Regions from separate parts of the Anser cygnoides genome. Here region 2 is linked to region 1. The links are chromatin contacts, called in public Hi-C maps. All regions are on one chromosome and are shown on one strand. Each heading gives the region's core, a stretch centred on a gene start, on an enhancer-like site or on the middle of the called end of the contact. The rest is flanking DNA. Distances are from core to core; before and after follow the strand shown. Region 1 holds the start of APMAP (adipocyte plasma membrane associated protein). Region 2 has its middle 21 kb from the start of SNX5.

The links. Hi-C and Micro-C count contacts between places; a contact is called where the count stands out from the background.
Region 2: a Hi-C map of liver shows a contact between it and region 1, with 2.4 times the contacts expected there. The contact joins the enhancer-like site here to the promoter of APMAP in region 1. A contact is called at or near these places in 3 of 7 Hi-C or Micro-C datasets (granulosa cells and liver).

Annotation. Positions count from the first base shown.
Region 1 is chr3:14,665,604-14,670,925 of Taihu_goose_T2T_genome, reverse strand. APMAP (adipocyte plasma membrane associated protein) reads right to left here and starts at 2,614. Exons shown (of 9, transcript XM_048078981.2): 1 at 2,456-2,614. The coding sequence starts at 2,547. It overlaps ACSS1 (acyl-CoA synthetase short chain family member 1), which reads right to left. Exons shown (of 14, transcript XM_048079023.2): 14 at 3,978-5,322.
Region 2 is chr3:15,072,179-15,077,500 of Taihu_goose_T2T_genome, reverse strand. No RefSeq gene overlaps it. Among named protein-coding and RNA genes, the nearest start is that of SNX5, 21 kb to the left of the region's middle. Within about 2 kb of position 2,185, at least 2 of the 3 cell types and tissues checked have open chromatin away from gene starts, as enhancers often do. A contact at or near this core is called in liver, where this site is marked.

The sequences.
Region 1 (5,322 bases), core at 1,365-3,864:
TCTTCCATTTGCTAACACACAACAAAACAGAAAAAAATGTTTTTTCACAGGAAATAAACATTTTGCTCTCATCAAGCTCAAAAGCCTCGATCAGGCATTTGCACAAAGCCACGGTCAATAAATCCTAGCCTTGAACTAGGAAAGCAGCTCCCACAAACTTAGCTACTCTCAAATATTCACTGGCACAGCCAGCCAGTCTCTTTGCAGTATGAAACAAATGAAGGCCAACAGTACCCAATTGCTCTGCATTAATCCTTGGACCATTTCCACTGTGCTGTCCTTCACCAGCCAATCACCCAGGCGGTACAAACCAGGTACTACTGCCCACAGCACAAATACCACAGCTGGAGAGCTAAAGGCATGTACATGCAGCACTGGTATCAGCCTCAAGGTAACCTTTGGGGTTACCTGCTGGGAGAGAAAGGACAGAGCTAGGCCCAGACCTAGGCTCTGATGAGGTGACCACTCCAAGGATGCACCGCCAGCAAACCCTGCTTGGGTCCTGCTCACAGACATGCTTAAAAATCAATTTTATTTCTCACATTCAAGAGCACAGCATCCCCTTTGTGCACTTCAGCAGCGTTACAGCAGTCAGCCTGTCTCCATCCAAGATGACGTGAGCAGATATGGAAACTGCTTCAAATAAGCTTTCTCATCCACACTGACTGACACCTCCATAATTCCCTAGCGCCAGGCTGACCTTGCAATGAGCCACCAGATTTCAGCGCTATCTGCTCTAACACTACGTGTCTCGGGGAAGCAGCATTCCAGTCTTTTTCCCTTCGGATTTGGAAAGGAGAGAGTAGAAGAGAGATGAGGGAGCCCCCAGGTTTACACAAAGACTTCAGCTGTCAGCCTTGTCCGTCCACTGTCCTTCAAAAGATGATGGCTCAATGCTGTAAGATTAAAAGTGCTGTCAGCAGTCACCTAAGCATCTTTGTGACAGCTGAGAACAGCTCATGCAACAGGAAGCTAATAAAGATGAATGGGAACTCATCTGCTAAAGCCAACTTAATTAAAGCTCCTGAAAGCATGATATAAGTAAAGGTCGTATTTCTGAACCTCACTAAAACTTGCAAGGAATTGACAATAAAGGAAAGAGGCAGGAAGAATGAGGTGACATGCAAACTCACACTCCAAGCCTGCAAACTGCAAGACCTGCTTTAGATCCTGCTGAAACCACAAGAATTTAAAGAAAAGCAAACAAACAAAAGCAAACACTTGAGAAGTCAGATGCTCAGGATCACTGTAAAAGCAAACAAACAAAACATACCCAATACAGAACACAGACAACTGCATGTCAGGGACTGGTCCCTAAAAAGAAACACCAAAGTTAGTTTACTAACACTGATAAACAAAACGGAGATCCTTAGCTAATTTTGTCTCTGAAAATTAAACTCGCATGGACTCCAGCCACAAATCTCAAGGATACAACTTCCCAGAGCTCCGGGTATAATAACAGTAAGTCAGCTGGCACTGAGGACCAAAGAGGAGAAGCTGTTGCACCAGCTCTTGCAGACAGCAGGCTGGCAAGAAGGCACCAGAGATCACCACAGCCAGCAAGCCTGGGCCGCCTCATCCTCTTGAGGAACTGCTGGGGTGATGGATACTCTGGATCGCCGCTGGAGTCCTAGGAATACAACTGATTTGAGAAAAGTCAGCAAGAGAGGGTGAAGCCAGAAAGACCTGCTGATTGACGCTGGTGGCTTCCTTCAGGAACAGGGTCTGTGCGTGCAGGTCACCGCACAGCCAAAAGCGCCTCCCTCGCCCTGACGGCCCCGAAGGGCAGAGAGGAGAACCTGCGAGGTGCTCAAACAGGAGGAGACACGGTGAGCCAAAGCAGTGCTAGTCACCACGCAGGTCACTCAGCGGGGCCCAAACCCTGCTTTCTTATTGCAGCTACTGCCCGAGGTTACAGCGAAGCCAACTTTGTATAAAAATTCCTACGCAGAAAACTACGAGCGGAACTTTGAACCTCGCCACAAAGCAAACGAAGTGTTTACAAGGGTATTGCACCTGAAACACGCACAGGCTCGCAGCCTACTCTTTAAACCACTGCCTCCTCCTGCAGCCGTTCCCAAACCCCAGCCAACCAGTTACACAGTGCTCGAACACCCCCGCAAACATCTGCACGAGCCGCAGTGGGGTAACCGGCATTGCTTCACTAACTGAACGCAAACTGCATTTAAACCAGCCCAGCGGAGAGGAAGTGAAAAAAAGCCAAAAAGCCAGGAAAAAAAAAAAAAAGCCAAAAAGCAGGCACCCCCTAAGCCATTACTTGCCAGGAAACCCAGCCCCGCCCAAGCCCCTCCGAGGAGCCCGGGGGAGCCAGGGGCCGGGTCCCCGAGGGACCTGGGCTCAGGTGGGCTGGGGGCGGCCGCTTCCACCCCCGGAGGCCGCGCACCTGGGCCTCGGCTCTCGGCCGGATTTTTCCCCGGTCCCCGCCCGGCCCCACCTGCCCTCCTTGGCCTCCTGCGCCGGGCTGTCCTCGGTGATGACCTGCGGGCGGAGCGGCCGGCGCTGCCGCAGCCCCTCGGCCGCATTCATCCTCCCCGGCCCCGGCCCCGGCCCCGGCCCCGGCCCGCCCCCGGGCCCGCCCAGCCGGCGCCTGCGTTCTCGGTCGCCCCGGGGCCGCTGTCTGGTCGCCACCCCAGGGTCTCCGGGAGCCTCCCGGCGAAGCCCCGGGCTCCCTCCCAAGCGAGGCTGGGTCCCGGCTCAGCGCATCCCCGTGGGCCTCCAGCGGGGAGCCCCCCAGCGCCCGAGGGTGCCCCGTTATCCACCAGGGGGCACTGCGTAACCGAGCAGGAGGGATACGAGAGGGGAAGTGCTCCCCGAGCTCTCCCGCAGCTCCAAAACTGGTTTAACATCCCCACATCCTCCTATCCTGGACGGAGCAGGTCCAAGCTCACTGCTATAAGCTTCTGGAGTCAGTTGGAAAAAATCACCTGTCCAGAATTTTTCCATTTCTCAGCTGAACATGAATATTATGTACCAGCCTTGGTTAAAAGCAGAAGCTTGCTACTGAAATAAGCTGCTGCAGATTTAACCGGCGACAGAGACAGCTCTTGAATATAATTGTGTTAGGCTGGAAAACAGTCTCCATTTTACCAATTCCTGATAAATAAATGACCAAGGCAGCTGCAGCAGCAAAGCACAGGGGGTGGGCACCTGCCTTTTTAACTCGCCCTTCCCGGGACATGTAGGAGACGCTTGCCAGAGGGCTGCAAGACTGAGCGTGGAGTGTGAAGCCTTCCAGAAGCAGCTGCTGGAGGTAACCCAAGTAGTGGCTAATGAGGATGTTCAGTGTACTGCAAATACAGCTGTAGCATTATCTATGTGGTATACTGGCGGTGAAACACAATCTTCCATGCTCTTTCATCGACAAGGCATCCTGCAGAGCATGTTCCTGGCATTTACAAGTGGCCTATGGCTCCTGGAAACACATTTCTTCCCTCAGCTGTGGGACAGCTACACGCTCCTACACAGCACTGCCTCTCACCTTCCCCACACACACCCCACTTTCACCCCTTCCCTATTTGTGCAGGCTGTGCATGCTTCTATGACATACCAAGGAGATTAGTAGAGAAACCATCCATACCAACTAATGATAACTAATTGTTCCCCTTAATTGTTCTGTTTCCATCACGCAGGAAAATAATTGCAGAGCGCTGGGACTTCGGGGTTTACATGAGACATGCAGCTTCCATACACCAAGCACTAATTCTTCCACTTCTTCAGTTGTCATGCGGTTTTCTGGCAGCAACTCATTTCCTGTGAGCTACTGTTTCAAGAAAAGCAATAAAGTAAAACAGCAATTTGGACTACGGGATGACACATCACCATCTCAAACTCTTTTGTCTTTCTTCTTGACAGACTAAAATAAGCTGGAGAAGCAAAAACAAGTCCAAATAAATGAATGAAACCCCAGACCCTTAAAGGAATGGAAGGTCAGACACGTATGATACAAAGCCAACGCATCCCATAGAGAAAGATTACTTTTAATGACAATTCGAATACAGAGATCACTGGAGAAACTTATTTTGGTCAAGGATAATAAATGTGTTTAAAGCATGATTATAAAAAAAAATGAAATGCTTAACATTAATCTGTACAACACATCATCTCTGGAAAGATTGCTTTTCCTTCCCTAAAATTAAGAAAACCACGGTCTGTGCCTCCAGTGGGGGAAAAGGCACCACAGTCGTGTTTCACTGGTAGGTTTGAGTGCGAGAACAAAGTAAGCACCAGATGGACAGGCATGGCTAGGGTACATCACAACTAGACTCTGCCACAACAGTCGCACTGTTGAGACGGACTATTTCGCTGGCAGGAATTATTTCTCTTTTTGAAAGTTTTCATTTGTCCTTTGCGTCAAATTGCAACAGGTAAAACTGACTCTGAAACTGTTTTGACAAAGTTACAATTGCAATCTGGCAAATTATCCCCACATTAATCATGGATGCACAAAGGCTTAGAGGAGTCCAACAGTTCTGCTTTTCAAAAATGAATCAGCTACCCCCAAGAGTGTCCCTTGATCCCTCTGTAAAGCATTCCGTATATCATTACCTTCTTAGAGTGATTAGTGAGCATCAACTCAAAAGGCAGCAGGGCTGAATTCCTTTGCAAGTGACTTCTTTCTCCTGTCATTTCAAGAACTGAGCACATCAGTGCCAGCTCTGCAGGCTGAGCCCCTCCCTGAACCACAAGCCTAAGGGGTGGTGCAGCTGCATGGGAAGCAGAAAGCACTGTCAACATGCAGCCGTGCTGATGTTCATAACGTCCAGGGAATAACAAAAATACAAAACTTGACTCAGACTTTGCACTGAAGATGCAACGGCTGCAGTTTGAGGTCATGGAGAAAAAGAATGAGGGTGGGTTCTCAGGCTGGAAAATTTCATCCGTTTGGCAAAACTTTCCACGAATAGCCTACCCAGCACAATAGTTGCAGCACAATAGTTTTCCTTTTCTAGGGAATACCAGTTCCAAGTCCTGCCTAGCTCTGTCTCTACCAGCCTCAGGGTGCTATTAGATGAACTGAGCCCTGGCTGTTAGCTCCAAGAGCTGATGCAGGTATACTCCCAAAAGAGCAGTTTTACCAGGAGAGGTCGGGGGCTGAGGCTGCCCAGGAGCTGTGTCCACTGCAGCACACCATGTGAGCAGCGTGACAGCACCACGTGTTCTCTCTGAACATCCGAGGGGACCTCAGAGCAGATGGCATCCCAAGGACCATGGCTCAGCAGAAAAAAAATCACAAGAAACAGAGCGGCCATCGTGGTGTGGGATGGCACTCTACGTGGCACTCTACTCTAGCACATGCCATTG
Region 2 (5,322 bases), core at 936-3,435, 410 kb before region 1:
GAGCTGTGGATTTGGGTCAGTGCAAACCCAGAAGGGGTTAGCTTAACCCAGAAGGTAGCTGGATTAGGAAGACCATGGTCTTGGTATGGTGAGTTCGCAACGGGTGGGGCATGTTAAAATGAGAGCATTTGGGGATGGGTGAAATAGGTGTCAATTGTACTCAGGGTGTAGGCAGCATCTGGGCATTGGAAAACTGCAGGTGGGAACCAACCTGGTCAAGTATGATAAGCTGATAAACGTGTCCTGTTGCGTGAGATTGCTATTTCAAGTGGTGCAAGAAACGAGGAATTCAATAAAAGTGTTCTGTAGCCACAGAAAGGGTATGATTAAGGGTCAAGTGTGCTTGGAAAAAGAGCTGTTTTACTCTGATTTATGCAAGTACTAATGATTCTAGGGAGACACATCACATGCTAAGGGTGGTGAACCGCGAAGAGAACAGTTCCTGTGCCTTTGGGATACAGAAAGCCCAGGGAAGCTGTGAGCATGGATTGTGTATGCTAAGTTATTGCTGGTTTTGTGATGCTCACAGTGGTTCTGCAGCTATGACTAGCTTCACGAGCCTGAGAAACTGCTAAACACCCTGGTCCTGGCTGGAGGGAGAAATTCAGCTGCAGTCTGAGTTATCTTGGGATGATTACTGGTGTTTTAATTAGGTTTATCACCACTAGTGTTTTTTTTCTATGTGCTCCCGATTTTTTTCAGCTTCTCTCTTCTCTGCTCTATCCCGTTTCTTCTTGATTCCACGCGCTTCAGGGGTGCTCAGCTCTGATCTGAGGCCCTGTCCTCCAGTAGCTTTGTAGCTGTGTGCTACGCTTCTGATGGCAGCAAATGTGAATTTCACTACATGTGGAGCTAGGAAGATTCTCCTGGTGGGTATTAATAGCCTCTGGCACCTGCAGCCTCTCTTAAAAGACGGGGAGGAACAGCTTGCTTGCTTGTGCTGTGAAGCAAAGAGCTCCGCAGAGGTCCCATTCTTGAGCGTAGCTTTGAGTACTCTCCTGCTATCCCAGCACTTGCTGCTGTGCCTGAGCGATCAGCTCTGAGTTATTTCAGCTTGTGCTCCTGAGAAACACCTGCGTCACTGCATGGTTACAGTGGAATAGCTGAACTGGCTTTGAAATGTGTCCATTTGCAGCTCACTAGTCACTGGGGAATGAATACCAGCTCTGGTGATCCGTTTTAATCCCTCAGGTCGTTGCCTGGTTCTGGCTTTAGACCTGCAGCTGGCTGGTTTCTGGAAACGTGCTTTATCTGCTATCAAACACTGTCCAGTGGCTGAGCTCTGGTGTGGGCTCAGCCTTGCTTTCTGTTTACTTTTTATATTACAGAGCTGATGAGAAGGCCCAGCTGAGATCAGAGTCCATCTCAGCTGGGTTTTCGTGCTTGCGTGCTAAAAATAACCCCTGCTGGGACAGCCTTATGATTTGAACAGACCAGCAAGAACAGGACCCCTTTTGCAGGGGAGGGGATTCACGGAGAGCATGGAAAAGGTGACTTGCCTGTCATCCCACAGGGAATGTGCAGCAGAGGCAGAAATTTAACTTGGATCTAAAATCCCCGTCCAGGGGCTCCCGCTGTCTCGATCTGCTGCTGCTGGAAGCAGCCAAATGAGTTTGTGATTTCAGTTTGACTGCCCCTTGGCCGCGCTTTGCTGCTCTTCTGTGGAAACGTGGTAACTGCTGGTGTGACTGTTCCGTGTCCAGCCCAACGCAGTGAAATGTGTCAGCCTAAGTGGCTTTTAGTGCTCTGTTTTGTGGGTCTGTTTTACTTGGCAGCGGCATTGCAAGGTCACTTTTTGCAGGGAGGGTGGCGGAGTCCCAGGCGCTTGGAAATGCATTGCAAGTACTTTGCTGCTGATACCTCAGCTTCTTGTCAACACTGAAAGGCAGAGTGCAGCGGCCAGGTCGTGTGTGCTTACTGCTTATAACACCTTAACTTCTTTTGGGTAAGGCTATAGGACTGTCCCTATCAGTTAAAGGGATTTTAATTCATTTTCTGTTTCTTTTGTTTAGCATAAATTTACTGTTACTTACCAACTTTCCTAAGCCTGTTCTTTATGAAACATGCCTCTGACAGTCTGATTCACTGGTATAAAAAATGAGTGAAAAGTATTTTAAGGTTCCTTTTTGATGCTAGCCTACTGCCTGCTTTGAAACCAATTTACTACTTTACTGCGTCTGTTTTAGTTTGGATCAGGTTTGTTCTGATAGAAACCACCCAGGCCTCTCTCATAAGGCAGCACAGGTTTAGTTTGCACCTGTGGCTCAGCTCAAAAACTTACCTCAGGTTTGGCTTCATTTAGTCAGCGGCTCCCAGCTCTTTCTTGAAGTACTCCTCCTGGAAGGTCTTGCTCAAAAAAACCCTCGTCTTCAGGCATAAGAGGTTAATGAGCGATTCAGCAGAGCTACGCTAGTAAAGTTGTCTAATTAAATTTGGTCAGTGAAAGATGTAGTTTCATCACAAGCTTGCTGCCACTGAAAGGGGATGGCCTCACTTCCCCTCCTGTTTTGTTCCTATTGCTTCCCTTGGGCTGGTCCTGATGTTCGTGTGGCCGTGTGCCAAGCTGATGTAACTCACTAAAATGGCATGAGATGGGCCAAAATGGAGGTGGGCCAAACCAAAGATGGGCCTGTCGCCAGCTCAGTGTACTGAATCTGTGTTCCTGCAGCAGAGCAACACGCAGGCAGGCCGAGAGGGGATGAGAAGGGGAGACTTTGCAGGGAAGGCTTAGCTCAGCTCTGCTTTGAAACTCTTGGACCAGTGCTTCCTTTTCGGGAGGGACTTCTAAACCTGCAGGGGGAAAATGTGGGCCACGTAACCCCAAGGCTGTCTGCATGATGGGGACTGACTCCGAACTGAGAATCGTGCCTTGTTAGCAAAGGCTTTGGAAGGTGGTTAGTCAGCTCTAGCTGGGAGGTGACGGTGTTGGTGCCTTCTTCAGAAAGATTAGTTTCTGAAGTACTAGTAGGGATTGAGATCAGTTTCTGAAGTACTGGTAGGGGTTGGGAATAGCTTCCCATGCGTGGGCAGTTGCAACGCTGGAGATTAGCCCCATTCACGAGTGGTTCCGGACCGTGGACGTGGAAAACATCAGCGAGCTGAAGCTGGGAGCGAACAGGCAGTGCCACTTTAAAATTTTTCATTCTGCTGTGGAGATTATTGGCACGGCCTCCTTCAGTAAATGCAAGGTTGTTGCCATGGAGGACAGGAAATCCCTCGTCTGCACAGAGAAGGAAAACATTGGAAACTGTCCTACTGTAAAGCACAGCTGCCTCTGTGGGGGAAGAGGGGTGCTTGCTAGCATGGAGTGTTTTCCAAAGGTCTCGGTTTTGTCTGCAGATCTTTGCACGTTTGCTCCGTCTCAGTGTGCTTCTTGTGTGTTTGAAGAGGCGATGGACAAAGGAAGTGGGAGCAGCTGGTTAGGACTAGTCCTAAGTGCCCTGATTAATGTGAGAAGCAGAAGGGATTTTCTCTTGGGAGTAAGATATTTAGCAAATTTACACTATTTGCCTCTTACTTTAAATCCACAGTTCCTCTTATTCCTTTTTTTTTTTTTTTCCTCTACTGTTTGCAGAGGAAGGTCTCTGCCTTTTCTTCCACTGGGCCGCCTAAAGCAGGAGGCATTTCTGCAGTGGCGGGTCTGTATTCTTCACCTGGCAGTCTGAGGCATGTCCTGGCTGCTGCTGCTGGAGGCAGGGGCAGCAGTCTGGGCCATATTTGCGGCTCTAGGAGCTGGCTGGTTCCTGCAGACGCCTAGGTGGTGAGAGCTGCCCTGTCCCTGAGGGACAGGGAAGAAGTGAGATTTGAGAAGGATCTTTCAGGACGTGTTAGCACCATCCTTCCAGTGCAGGCTCTGTGAGAGGACCCAGTTCCTGCAGGAGCTGAGACCAGATAAGTCCGTGGGGGCTAATTAGCTTCGTTGAGCCATCGCTGTTAGCTTCAAGTTACGTAAAGGTTGGGGTGCTTGGTTGCTGCTAGGTGCAACCACAATACCCACGACCAATATTTGTCTGTCTTTCCCATCGTCTGCCTCAGAGGCCAGACCAGCAGATTACCACTGATGCACACCAGTGGTTATTGATAATCTGCAGAGGGGCCACTGGATCAGGAGTTTCCCTCCCTTCAGAAACAGGTTTGTCTGTTCAGGTCTGGTTCTGTCCCATTGCTGTCCTGTCTGTCCACACTGTTGTAGTCCTGAGTTGTGGTAGGTGATGAACAGAAGCAGGTAGAGAAAATCCTGGCTGACTCATGGAGCTTTAACCTCTGCTTGGCAGTGTTTTCTGGGCCAAATTTTTATGCTGACATTCACGAAGCTGAACTTGCTGTTGCAAGGCTCCAGAGGATACTTCTGCATTGTAGCCCGTGGTGTTATACAAGGTGTCCTGGCTGGAGAGGAAAGGCAGCTTGTGCTTTTCAGCTCCTCAGTACACACCAGTCAGTGTTGACTTGTAACATGGTATGTTTAAATGAGCCGTGTGCTTCCTAATGCTGTATGCTGTTAAATCAGCAGCAATGCCTCTGGGTTATGTCTTGGGGGTTGCTCATAGGGATGGTGTGGGTGAAGCCGAGCACCTTTGACAAGCAACGTGATGGGAACAGCATCAAAAACTCAGGGCTCTGGTTGAGGGGTGAAACTCCCAGATCTTCCCTAAAGCGACTCCAGGATTTCCCTGGCAGCTGTTCCTGGACTTGCCACAGCCCAGCTTTTTTGCAGTGCAGGATGATGTAATCCTAGTTCAAACAAGCCTCTTGCACGGTTTCTTCTCATATTGGGAGAGGAGGCTGGAGTGTCTTCTGATGTAACCTGGCATCATGTTGACTTGCACGGATGCAAGGCTGATTTACACCGATGGGGTTCCATGGCCGTGTTTGTCTAGCTCTGAACATGGTTGCTTTTGACGTCTGTCTGGAGTCAGTATGCAGTGACCTGATTCACATCTTCCTTTTATGACTGACCACAAAGCACCACCACCTCCTTTCTATACCAGCCCTCCCTAGGTATATTTGCACAAGTCACTTCCCACCCTCTGTGCTGCTTTATTTTCCCATTGATAACTGACAGTGTGTTTATATGTCTTCACTTTGACGTGCTTCCTCTGCCCAGATGGGAGACCAGGCTTTTTAAACTTAGCTGGGGCCTGTTTATTTGCATCTATCTACTGCAGAAAGTTTTTTGCAGCCCTGGGATGACCTTCTAGGTCTGGGCTGGAACCATTTGGCCTGCTGGTGCAGGTCCTGTCTCAGTTTCTTTAAGGCTGCCAGTTCTTTGTGGAGTTTCAGCCCTATGCCCCGTGAGACATGCAAGGTGACGCAGAAGCTGGT